Linked DNA regions of Sus scrofa: region 2 is linked to region 1. Evidence: chromatin contacts called from public Hi-C data. All regions are on one chromosome and are shown on one strand. The core of a region is the stretch at or near the end of the contact, and the rest is flanking DNA. Distances in the headings are between cores, read along the strand shown.

Evidence for each region. A called contact is a pair of places that touch in the nucleus more often than the background predicts.
Region 2: a contact with region 1 is called in a Hi-C map of heart right ventricle, with 4 times the contacts expected there. The contact joins the enhancer-like site here to the promoter of CUX1 in region 1. A contact is called at or near these places in 6 of 47 Hi-C or Micro-C datasets (embryonic fibroblasts, epiblast stem cells, fetal liver and 3 more) and 2 of 2 datasets of contacts at active chromatin or transcription factors (alveolar macrophages and skeletal muscle).

What each region holds. Positions count from the first base shown.
Region 1 is chr3:9,313,308-9,319,069 of Sscrofa11.1, reverse strand. It overlaps CUX1 (protein CASP), which reads right to left and starts at 1,925. Exons shown (of 23, transcript XM_021086269.1): 1 at 1,680-1,925. The coding sequence starts at 1,742.
Region 2 is chr3:9,365,065-9,371,266 of Sscrofa11.1, reverse strand. All of the region lies in intron 1 of CUX1 (protein CASP), which reads right to left. Among named protein-coding and RNA genes, the nearest start is that of CUX1, 51 kb to the right of the region's middle. Within about 2 kb of position 3,961, at least 21 of the 83 cell types and tissues checked have an H3K27ac peak or open chromatin away from gene starts, as enhancers often do. A contact at or near this core is called in alveolar macrophages and liver, where this site is marked.

The DNA.
Region 1 (5,762 bases), core at 676-3,175:
GCCCTTGGAAACCACAGACATCCCCCCCACGCCCACCCCCACCCCCCACGGCCAGCGCTCCCGGAGCTTCTGGCCCACACGCCGCTCACCTTCAACTCGGCTTCGACTACGCACAACATCCACCTGGCAGAGTCCCGGGGCTGTCCAGGCGCCGCGAGCGCGGAGCTGGCAGGTCCCGGGCGGACCCCGAGGGCGCGCCGTTCCTCTGGATGAGGAATGGCAGGCAGGAACGCGCCCCCTGGGCACCGCAGCGGCTCGGGCGCCGGATGGGGAGCACCAGCATGAGCCCCCCTCGGCGCCCGGGGCTCGGCGCTCGGACCACAGCCCCGCACGCCACAGTCCAGCGGGGCCCCCGGGGCCCCCGGGGCTTTGCTTTCACGAGCCGGATCGGAGTAGGCATTTCGGAGTGGACCTGCCGCGCGCTCCATCGCGCCCGCGGACCCTACTGGGAGGGCAGGGCCCCGGAGGAGACGATCGGAGAGACGGGGGTGGGTCACTGGGGGCCGCGGGAGCCCCCGGGCGCGAGGCGAGGACCACCCGGAGAGGCGGCGGGGAGCAAGCGCCCCCGGCCCAGATAGACTGCGCGCCGGGGCGCAGAGCCGGGCCTCCACTCGGGGAAAGTTGTAGCCCTCCTCTGGCACACGCACCCCCGCCCGCGGGGCGCCCCGACCCCCAGGATCCACGCGCGGGGCGCCGGCCGCCCCCCGCAAGTTTCCCCAAAGCACCCCTACCCGGGCACCCGGCCCCGGAGGGCCGGTCCGCGCCGCTCCTGCAGGCACACAAAAGATAGGGGCTGCTGCGGGGTCTGCGGGTGGCCCCGGGGCGCCCGCCCGGACGTAAACAAACCCCGGGCTCCGCGCTGGGAGCCCCACGCCGCACGCGGGAGCGGCGGCGCAGTCCCGGCCGGCTGACAGCCGGGGGCGGCGGCCCGGGCCCGGGCCGGCCGGGGCCGGGGAGCGCGGACGCCCGCCCGCCCGGCCACCCGCCCGCCTGGCCGGAGCCGGGCCGCGCCGCCGCCGCCGCCGCCGCCGGTGGCCGCTCTGACCCTCCCCCGAGCCGGCGGCACCACAGCGCCACCAGCCCCAGCTCCGCCGCGCCGGCGGCAGTGGCGGCGGCGGCTCCTCCTGGAGAGGCAGGCGCTTCACCCCCACAGCAACTCCCCACAAACTTTCCCGGGGAATACGGCGGGCCGGGGGCGCGGGGCGCGCGGCCGGGCGCCGCCGCCGGGCCGCAGCCCCCTCCCGGCGCAGCGCCCGCCGCCGCCGCCGCCCGCCGCAGCCCGCTCCCCGCTCGCGCGCGCACCCCGCGGGCCGCCGGGGCCGCCCCCTCCCCGGTCCCGCGGCGGCGGCGGCGGCGGTGGCGGCGGCGGCGCAGGGCCGGGGGGGCGCCCGGGGTGGGGGCCGACACCGGGGGCAGCGGTGGCGGCGGCGGCTCCCGGCGCCATCTTGGGCTGATCGATGAATTGAACAAAGAGGATCAATTTCCGATCAAGCGAGTTATCAATGGGGGCCGGGGAGCGAGAGGGACTTGTCCCCGACTCGGCCCCGCTTTCCCCGGCACCCCCCTCCTCCCCGCCGCCGCGGCCCCCCGGCGGCCGGGCAGCCCGGGGCCCCGGGGGAGGCCGCGACCGCCCGCAGCCCCCACCCCCGGGCGAGAGGCCGAGCGAGGAGAAGCCTGACCTGCAGCTGCTGTAAATCAAAGCGCTTCCAATATTGAAACATCGATCCCACATTGGCCGCCATCTTGAGACATATTGAGACGGAGTGAGAGGCTGATAGAGAGGGGGCTGGAGTTCAGGAGCCGCCAGGAGGCAGCAGGCGGGCGGCGCCAAAACCCGGCCTGGAGCCGGCCGCCGCCGCCGCCACGGAGGACGCGGACTCCTCCTCACGGCGCCGCCGCAGCCATGGCGAGCCCGAGCCGGAGCCGGAGTCGGAGCCCGAGGGCGCGGCGGCCGCCGCCGGGCCTCCCGCGCGCGGCCCCTGCCCGCTCCCGCCGGCGCCCGCCGCCAGGCCCGCGACCCCCGCCCCTCCGAGCCCCCCGGCCCGCGCGGGCGGCGGCTGCCGGCCCGGCCCCGAGGGGGCGCTGGAGGGCGGCGGGAGGGGCGCCCCGGGCCCCCGCGGGAGGCCCCGGGCCCGGCTCACCTGGGGCGGTTTTCGGGCGCCCGGGGGTCGCGGTCGCCGGCGGCCCTCGGCTGGGAGCGGGCGGCCGTTGGCTGCGGGCGCCGGCGCCGCGCCGCTTTCGCCCGCTCTTCCGCGGGGCACGGAGCGCGCGGAGCCGCCGCGACCACCTGCCCGAGCCCAGACCCCGCACAGACCCGGCCCACCGCTGCGGCGCGGGTGCGAGGCGCGCTGGCCGGCCGCTGCCGCCCACCCTCTCCCCGAGCCCCAGCCGGACTCAGAGACCGAGCCAGCCTGGAACGGCCTTTCATGTTGGGGGCACTGGAGCCGGGGGAACGCAGCCCTGACCCCCGTGTCGCTGCACACGTTAATTTTCCGCACAGTGGCCGCGCGGTCCCCGCGCCGCGCCGCACCGCACCCCCGGCGGCCAGGGGGTCTGAATGGCCCCTATCTGCTCGATTTGCGCCAGCTTAGGACAGGACAGGAAAAGTCCTGGAGCCCAGTTCTGTATCCCCCCCGCACCGCTTCAGCGGAACAGCCCTAGAAACTTCCTGTAGTTCACACACAGCGATTTGGGTGCCCAACTTGGAAAGTGTGGGTACGCTTATAACAAAAAGCACGGTCCCTAGTTTGCAGAAATACTAAAATACAAACCCCAAAGTCAATTCTCTTTTGAGATCTTTCTTCGCAGAAACCTGGCAAAAAGCACACACTTTATGATCTCATTTTTAATTGATTATACACACGTGTGAGTTTGAGTTTGCAGTAGGAATAGCGTACTTTTATCCTCCCGAACTTCATTTACCGTGTAATTAGTTAAAACAAATCCCCAAATTCCTTAATCTTAAAAATTATATGTCAATAAAAGCTGTATGGAATACAAAATAAAACATGTTCGTGGGGGTATACAATTGCTTTTCAACTGAGTTGGAGGATTTAACGCCGATCGTTGTAAATTCAGCATTTCTGACTGAAGGGACTAGAAATGAAAGTCCCGAAGAATTGGAGAACACATGTGCCCCTAGGTCTCACACTGGCGACCAGGCGCTTCGGTTTCGACAACGCTCGCCTCCCTAGGTCCGAAGGGGTGGGGGTGTTCCCTGGGCGTCCCGGCGGCAGCCGGGACCCGCAGCAGGGGCAGGAAGCAGGTGGGTGGGAGCGCGCGGGCGCCGGGAGCCTTGGTCCCAGAAGCAGTGACACGGCGCCAGGAAGGGCACTCCCGACCCAGGGACGCTGAAGGCGGCCTCGGTGTGGGGCGCCCGAGCCCGCGCGCGCCGTCGGCCGGCGGCCGCGCTGCAGCTCGGACCGCTGCGCCCGGTAGAGGGCAGCGGAGCCCCGACACTCGCGTCCTCGGGCCCCTGCGCACGTGCCCACCCGCGCGCCCCGCGCCTGGCCACGCCCCGTCCCAGAGCCTGGCCCCTGGCGGGAAACGGCATTGCCACCCGTGGCGATTCCTGTCCCGACGAAATGCCACATCTAAAGGTTCCTCCCCTATCCCGCAGTTGAGGGTACGTCTGCCCTCCTCTCCTATTTGTGAGGTGGCAAGGCACGCGAGACCTCAGAATTGCCCTAAAGGGGACTAGGCAAATAAAATGTGCAGGGGCTTAAAAAAAAAAAAAAAAATCCCTCCCGTGGGGGAGGCTCAAGGAAGGATCAGGGAAATGGTTTGGATTTGGTGCAGATGTTCTCAATCTAATTATCGTGTGGATCCCCTGGGTTTGAACCAAAAAAGTGAAATATATATGACCTGTGTAATACTCCAGAAATACATCTGGTTGGAATTCAGGGTTCTGAATCCACGGCAATATTTCAGAAAGAAAAGTGGATGAGTATCAAATGCCCTTGTTACATTTCTGGTTATATTTACATTATTTACCTGCTAACTGGACTTAGTAGAAAAACACTGCATTGAATGGTCCAGAGCTTAAGCTCTAGTTAAATAAAATTTAGATTTCTTCTACCAAAGTTTTGAGTTATACAAGGCTTATTGCTCTCTACAAGCGGGGGAGAAAACTTTCCAATAACTTTGCCAGCACCACAAAATGTGACCAATTTAAAGGAAAAGTTCTCCAGGTAAACCACTGATCAAAAACTTAGTGGACTGAAATAATCAGCAGAGACCTAAAAAACTTTTTAAAGTACATTTTATTCTTCTTAGAACAGAGTAAGAACAATTTATATCTATTTCAAGAGGCTGTTTGCTTTCAAGACTGACTTTCAGCCTCCCCATAGTAGGTCAAGAGCCTCCGGGGACATTCAAATATAGTGGATCCCTATAAGCTGTGTATTGTATAAAATATTTAGAAAATGGAAAGGTTTTAGGACCTAGATCCCTATTAGCATCTACAAAGACAATGGAATAACGGCTATAAGCAGCCAGAATAAAGAGTGAGACAGAGGCAGTTTAGCAAGATAACTGGCCCAGGAACCAAGAAGAAGCCCCTTGACGTGAAAATGCTATATTACTCAGAATGAAGCACAAGAGAAACAATCCAGAGACGCTGTTTGCACTTTTTGACATTCAGGCTCTCCCTTTAGGGAAAGAAAGCTCCTAGTTCCGAGTACATAACAAATCCTCCTTCCTAGTCTTTCAGAAATCCAGCCCCAAGTAATCAGAGGGGGGACTGACCAAAATGATGTTTGTTCCTGACCTTCAAATAAGCACCTTTTGGCACCAAATCAGACAGACAAATATGAGTCTAGAATGCCTAAATTTCCTTACTGACCCATTTTATTTTGCCTAAGAAAAAATTCAGTGGCCATACTGGGGATGTGATGATACTGAGAAATGTACTTTAGGAAACCCTGCAAAGCACCTTCCGAGGTTCACACTTTTCCTACCCTCCCGTCTCCCGACATCTACACAGAGTTGATTGAATCAGTTCAGATGAAAATTGGCAAATTCTCTAAAACGCCATATGGGTTGATTATTACTAAATTGGTCCTCCTTTGATAGCCCCAAGAAAGGAAAATATATTACCCTGTTTCTTAAAGATTCTAATTTCGTAATCGTTCTGATATAGTTAACCTAATTCCTTGAAGGGATTAATCATCAAGAATTTCTTCCAAACCGAAAAATGTCTTACAATGTAGGGCATTATCAAAAAAAAAAAAAAAAAAAAAGCCATTCTCTTTCTCTCTCACAAGAGCTCTACGTTCTAAGATCTTATTTATAATAAACTCATAAAACCAAGCTTAGGTTTCACCTAGAAACTATCTCCAGCAAAAGACAGGAGAATAGTTTTTAACCCAACTCTAAGAATAATGAAAAAAAATAAAAAATCTTCTGTCCTATGGGATATGCTTAAAAAGAAAACTCAAGAGATTCATTCTAAAACATTAATTCACTTTCTGAATATTTTCGCAACCAAATTAGAACTGGTTTGAATAGTTCCCAACAAGAAATATCTCAGATAACCAGAGACACTACATAATGCTAAATATTTCATTGTAATTTATTCACAAGCAAACATAAAGACATGCCTACTTTTCGATACCTGGTAAAAAACGATTCATACTCCGAATAAGTCTTACGAGAATCTCAGTTTTGCAAATATGGAAGTGGAAAATTACATCTAGTTTAATTACATTGAATTTGCAAATGTTTTAAATTTAGGAATACCTAAAGCCAGACAGAAGTATTGA
Region 2 (6,202 bases), core at 2,712-5,211, 50 kb before region 1:
TCCCCCTCACCCCAGATCTTTGCAGACACCCCAACCCGTGCCAGCAGGAATGGTTCTATGGTCAGAGCCAGCTATGCCTCTGCCGCCAAGGCCCTGTAACACCATCAAAGCTGAGCAGGGCTGAGAAGGCTTGGGTTTCCAGAAAACAGCATTTCCAATCACTTGGCTCGAAGGAGAATGTCAGTGCCCCGCACGTGCAGCGAAAACATCATATTTGCGACTGCAGGCTTCCTTCCTATGAGAAATTCTTTCCCGAAAGCTTCGCAAGTCCTGGATGTTTAGGAGAAAATTCTGGTTTACTCCTCTCAAGTCTATTTGATGAATCCTTCAAAGCTTAAAGTGAAAAACTGAAGGAGGGGGAAAAAAAACAAAACAAAACCCAAAGGGAGCCTGCACCCGGAGGCAGTGTTGGGTGGCCCAGGGGAGAAGGTACCCGGCTGGGGAGGCGGGGATGCGGGGACGGCGGGGCTCCTATAAACTGTCCCAGGGCAAAGATTCTCGGTGTGCGTCCGTTTTCTGATTGGCCAAAGAAGAGTGACTTTGTAGGGTTTTGTGAAGACAGATTACATTCAGCAAATTTTAATGACCATTTCCTATGGGCCAGGTCCTGGGGAGAAAGGAGAAAACAGGCCTCACTCCTTCATCCATCCCCACAGTTTGGGAACTGGAATGATCACAGGGGCCAGAGAGTCAAGCTGGCTGTGTCTACAGATAGGGAGAAAGACAACAAGCCAATGCATTAAATGCATTTATTTATGGATTTTCTTATTTTTATTTTTTGTCTTTTTGCCTTTTCTAGGGCCGCACCCACGGCATGTGAAGGTTCCCAGGCTAGGGGTCCAATCGGAGCCGTAGCTGCCGGCCTACACCACAGCCGCAACAACACGGGATCCGAGCCCCGTCTGTGACCTACACCACAGCTCATGGCAACGCCAGATCCTTAACCCACTGAGCGAGGCCGGGGATTGAACCCGCAACCTCATGGTTCCTGGTGAGATTCATTAACCACTGAGCCACGACAGGAACTCCTACCTTTATTTATGAGTAAATACGAGTATACAGATATTTCTAAGCAAATATGGATTTCATTTTATTAGCCCATGGAATTAAAAGAGACAAGCAAAGTGCCAGGTTCAAGGAAAACACTCAGAAATGTTTACTGCCTGAACTTACTGACTCAACCTTCAATGAGCTTTAGCCTTTCAGTCCCTAAATTCAACTTCACACGTCAGTTTCCTGGCACTGGACGTGTCTGGAGGGAGCACACATCCGTGATAGCTGCATGCACACACTGGACACCTAAAACTTGTAAGCTCCCGGGCAAAATAAAGGTCATTTTCATCACCAAAGTGGTAGGACCTGGCTTTTCATTCCCTGGGTAGGAAGAGCAAGAAATGCCTCAGGAGACCAAGTCCCAGAGCCGGACACTTGTTTTCCTGGCCTGTGCACATGGCAGTTTGGACTCCGCCCTGCCTATCAGCTCCCAGAGGTCCCCATCAGGATCAGGGGACAGCCTTGGGTTCCTGCGGGTGGGCCTGACACTGACCCCAGTGTGCCGGGGGCTCTCGCCCTCTTTGTGAGCGCAGAGTCCAGAAAGAGAGGGGACGAGGAGCGAGCAGCTGAAAAGAGAGGTGAGATATTGCCCGAGTCAGGAAGAGGGGAGGAACTGGCCCTAGCATCTCTGCTGCCCGCTCAGAGCTGTGCCTCCTAGAAATTTCTGCCAGCAGAGCCCCTCTAAAGCTGCACCTGCGGTGCCCTCCAGCCCCAAGGTGACTCCCTGTGGTGCAAGAACACGGGCTCCTGGGCACAGGTGCTTTCTCTGACCTGCAGCTGGGATGGGCGGGGGCGGTGGTGCGGCTGTGGGGCTCCTTTGTCACTGGGGAGCAGCATAGGACCCTGCGGGCCAGAAAGTGCTTGTGAGCCTCAAGCTGCCTCCAAATGGCAGCAGGAGAAAGTGACCCAGAGGCCGTGGGAGGAAGGAGAGCCAGGCGGCTCCCTCCACGACGATGCTGCAGCATCTCGGGGGTGTTGGGTCACTACAGGGTCCCCGGGGGGGGGGACTGACGTTCCAGAAGGTCCTCAGCACAGCGGGCTCAGGTCCACAGGAGCTGGGAGGCTCAGGAAACCCTCCTCCTGCCTCTCCGGGCTCATCTTCCCTCCCCAGGGGGATGGGGACACGGGGCCCGCTGAGCACCGGCCCCTCTGTGAACGAAGCTGGCGAGGACTGGCTGAGTGAGAAGGTGTGATGCCCTCGGAGCAGCCCCGACCCAGAGGAGGTACTCGAAGGGCGAGCCGGGCCTACTAGTCCTTGACGCCCACAGCCTCATCAGAAAGGGCCGGGCGACAGATCCTCGGAAAACATAGGTATTTCTTCAATAACTGATGAGAAACCAAAAGGAAATCTCAACAGCGAGACTGGGGCCTTTAAGGACAAGGGGCCTGTGGTCAGGGGTCCCCTGGGCAGATCCCTCCCGCTCTGAGTCCCCCCTCTCCCCCTCCCCTCAGTGCCCCAAAAGGGTCAATCCGAAGGCCTCCTAGAGGCCCTGAACGCTGCAGTGGGGACGGGGGAGATGGGGGCGCTCAGCCGCCCACCTCCAGCTGGGGGTCCTCCAGGGGAGACAAGGCACATCCAGCCCCGAGCAGGGCATCCTGTACCTGGAGCCACTGGCACTCCCGGGGCGCTGGAAGGCTTCTCCCAGCCTCCAGCCAAAGGAAACAGACCTCAAACGGTGGCCACATGAAAGGCCCATGTGTAAAAATAATTCCGTTCAACAAATATTTCCGCTACATGCAAATCACAGAAATAGGCCCAGGAGCAGAGGGCACAGGGAGGGGAGGGGAGGGGGCAGTGCTTCACAGGGCCTGAAACCCAGTGAGGAAGTGAGGAAGGCTTCCAGAGAGGGGCCTTCTGGCCGCTCCAGCACCACCAGAACTAGGCGGGGGACGGGCCAGGATTCCACAAGAGGCGGGAGGAACGGCCAAGAATCACTAAGATCTCATTAGAACAAATCCCGTTTATCCGACGTTTGTGGTGTCACATCTATCGAAGCGCCAAATAAGTTTTAAGCACTTCTATGCTAAAGTCGATGTTCTAATAAGGCATAGGACTTGGCAAAAAGGAAGGAAAAAGGACATTAAACAGAATTAACTGTAATCCATGAAATTGACCACCACGTGGGGTTTTGTCTCAAAGCCCCGCCTGTGGGCTGTTTGGCTCCCTTGCGGAAGCCTGCCCGCTGCCGGCCCAGGGGCTCCGTGGGGCTCCTACCCTGGGGGGGCGGGGGGGGGCGGTTCAACGATGACCTGCAGCAATTATGGAAGGAGATGGAGAGGAAAAAGGAGTTCTGCAATCAGAAGTTTCTAGACTCCCAACAGGACGACTCTACAGATAAGGCGGGATGCCGAGGTCCACAGCTGGGGACCCCATTCCCCCTATTTCCCAGTGGCACCTGGCAGGCCACGGGGGGCCGTGGGGACCCTGCCACTTTAGCTAATAAAAGCGCAACAAGAACGAGACACAGCCTTCGGAACGAAAGCCAACTTTATCTGTATGTGCACATTATAAAAACCTCACGCAAGCCAACAACTTATGTTTCATCCCAATATACTTTTCAATAGCTCTACTGTAAACAGAAATTACTGGCAGGATTCTGATGACAAGGATGGCAACGTTCTGCGTTCAGACCGTGTGACAGACTCGCCCCATGATATAAATAACTTGATTAAAAAAAAAAAGGTGATGAGTGCCACTCCTACATATGAAAAATCAGTGACATACGAAGTTTAAATAACAGCCATCCTCTTCACTGCCTAAAACTGGTGAGCTGAGCCCGCAAGGCTGAGCTTTGGAACTGGTTGCTGATCTGGATTCTGGAGTCCCGGTTTCCAGGGACTCGGGGGCTACGCACGAATTAAACGACCGAGGCGGCAACCACCGAGCAGAGCTGCTGTCACGTGCAAAGCCCAGAACCAGCAGGGCCGAGGAGGTCTGCAAAGCTTTCACCCCTGACTTTCGAATCCCGGACACCCTCATGGTGGGGGAGTCGGGGGCCCCTCTGTCCACTGCCCTGGGGGGAGGTGGGGCCTCCAGGGACTCTGAGGCCATCAGGTCATCAAGAAAGCTGTTTTCTTCCCATCAAGGAGCCCAGCTCAGAGCAGCGAGCCCCACACAGATTCTTTTGCAGTTTCTTCCTAAACATGCGCACGAAGGGCTACCCGTGGTGGGCGGGGCACAGAGAAAGGCCCTGAGTTTCCAAGTCAAAAGGTGATAAAAGGGAGGGGCCGCCAAGCGCAGGTTCTGAAGGGACACCAGAGAGGGCACCTGGCTTTATGTCCACCCACCGTTTCCTTCAGGATTTTTTTTCCTACAACTAAGTCACACTGACAGTATCTGAGAGCCATCACACATTGTCACTTCATTTTCGTTTCAGGAAAAGAGGTCTCTGGTAAGGGATATCTTCGCTAATCAGGGGAGCCCCAAAGATCGGCGTGGGGTGGCTCCGGGCACCCCCTCCAGCAGGGAGCACCTGGTGGCCTGAGTCCGTCAGTGGACGGAATGGCTCGCTGTGCTCAGCTCATTTCTTGCTAGGTTTATCCGCCTCTTGCTGTAGGTCAGTTCCTTTCTCAGCAACTGACTGTGCCCTGGACACGTGCAACTCGAGGCCACGTGAACCCTCTCATCTAAACCCCGAGCCTTGGGGGTGACGCTGCCAGGCCCATACGCGCGGCACTGCAATGGGCGTGCCCTGGTGTGGACTTCACCGCGGCCCTCAGGGGACCTTTCTCAGACGGGGATGCTGGCTCAGAGACATCCAGGACCGGGCCCTGGGTCCCACAGCCGGAGCCCAGCTCCCAGCCTTCTGGGCCAATCTCTCCATGCCCAGTCGGCCTGCCTCTCGGGAGGGCGGGGACAGACACGGCTTCTGCTGCGGAAGATGCTGGTCTGGCCCGGACTCAGTGGGCTGTGCCTCGTCTTCCTGCAGAGGCCTGCCCGGCAGCTCCCTCCCTGTTACAGGAGCCTCCCCCCCGGCACAGGGCCTGGCGCCAGAGGACCAAGATGTGAGAGCAGGCGTGGGTGGCCAAGGACAGCAAGGGCGCTGTTGCTGCCACAGACCCTCCTCCCCAGCGCGCTGCCCGGGCGGAGCGGCGCTCGGCCTTCTTTGGGGACCGGCGCTGCACTGGACCCGGGCTGCGATTTTGTCCTGGAGTGACAGAATGACTCAGCTGTCCTGCAGCAACGCCAGTATCCTCCCTTCCTTCCTCAAAATTGGGCCCTGTAAGGAGGCTTCCAGACGCCCAGGCAACAGGGCCCCGCTTCCCTTTTCTTTGCGGCCAGAGGACCGACCACAGGATGCGGGGGGTCCAACAGGTTCTGTCGAATCGCTGAAACGGCACGAGAAAGTCTTGACAAATCGGCGGCGTCAGAAAATCAATCCCCAAATGCCACGTAATTCACTGACAAGCCCACCGGGGCATTCGTATTGAATGGGAACGGATTTCTTTTCTTGAAAAGGACCAAGATAAGAGCAAGAAACATATTTACATCTCGTCTGCAGACCCGAGCTCTCGAGCCGGCAGGCAGGAGGGATGGGAACGGCGCGCCACAGACAACCCGGGCCTGCCAGCGATGGAAATTAATGGGAAGGTGAAGAGCTGCTTTCGATGCTGGAAGGGCTCCAGTAAAAACTGGTCTGTACATGGGAACACGGTGTCAGACTAAGAGAGAATCAGCTTGTCTGACTTGTGGTTTTCTTGACAGCATTCATCTCCTCTTGGCCTGATGCAGGGCAATTAGTGCGTGTCAGCTGAATCATGTGTTATTAAGATCATTCAGGCATTTTTTAATTACGGTGAGCGAGACAGACAGTAATGAGATCTCCAGCAACTTTAACGTCCCACTTCCTTTTCAGATAAATCTTCAGCTTTTTTTTCTCTCCCCCTCCCTTCTAGTGATGTTTCAAAAGAATGATTTATTCCTGCAGGTAGATACATGTAACCTACGGTCCCGGCTTCCCCCACCTCCACATAAAACATCCACTGCTGGGGCGGGGCTCCACCCACATCAATCAGAGACACGCTCCTTAAACCTCTGCTCCTTAAACCTCTGCTCGCTCCTTAAACCTCTGCTCGCTCTGGTCAGACCTGGGATGGGTCTTAAGAGGGGGCTCCGCGGGGCTCTCCAGCCGGGCCCCTGCCGGCCTGC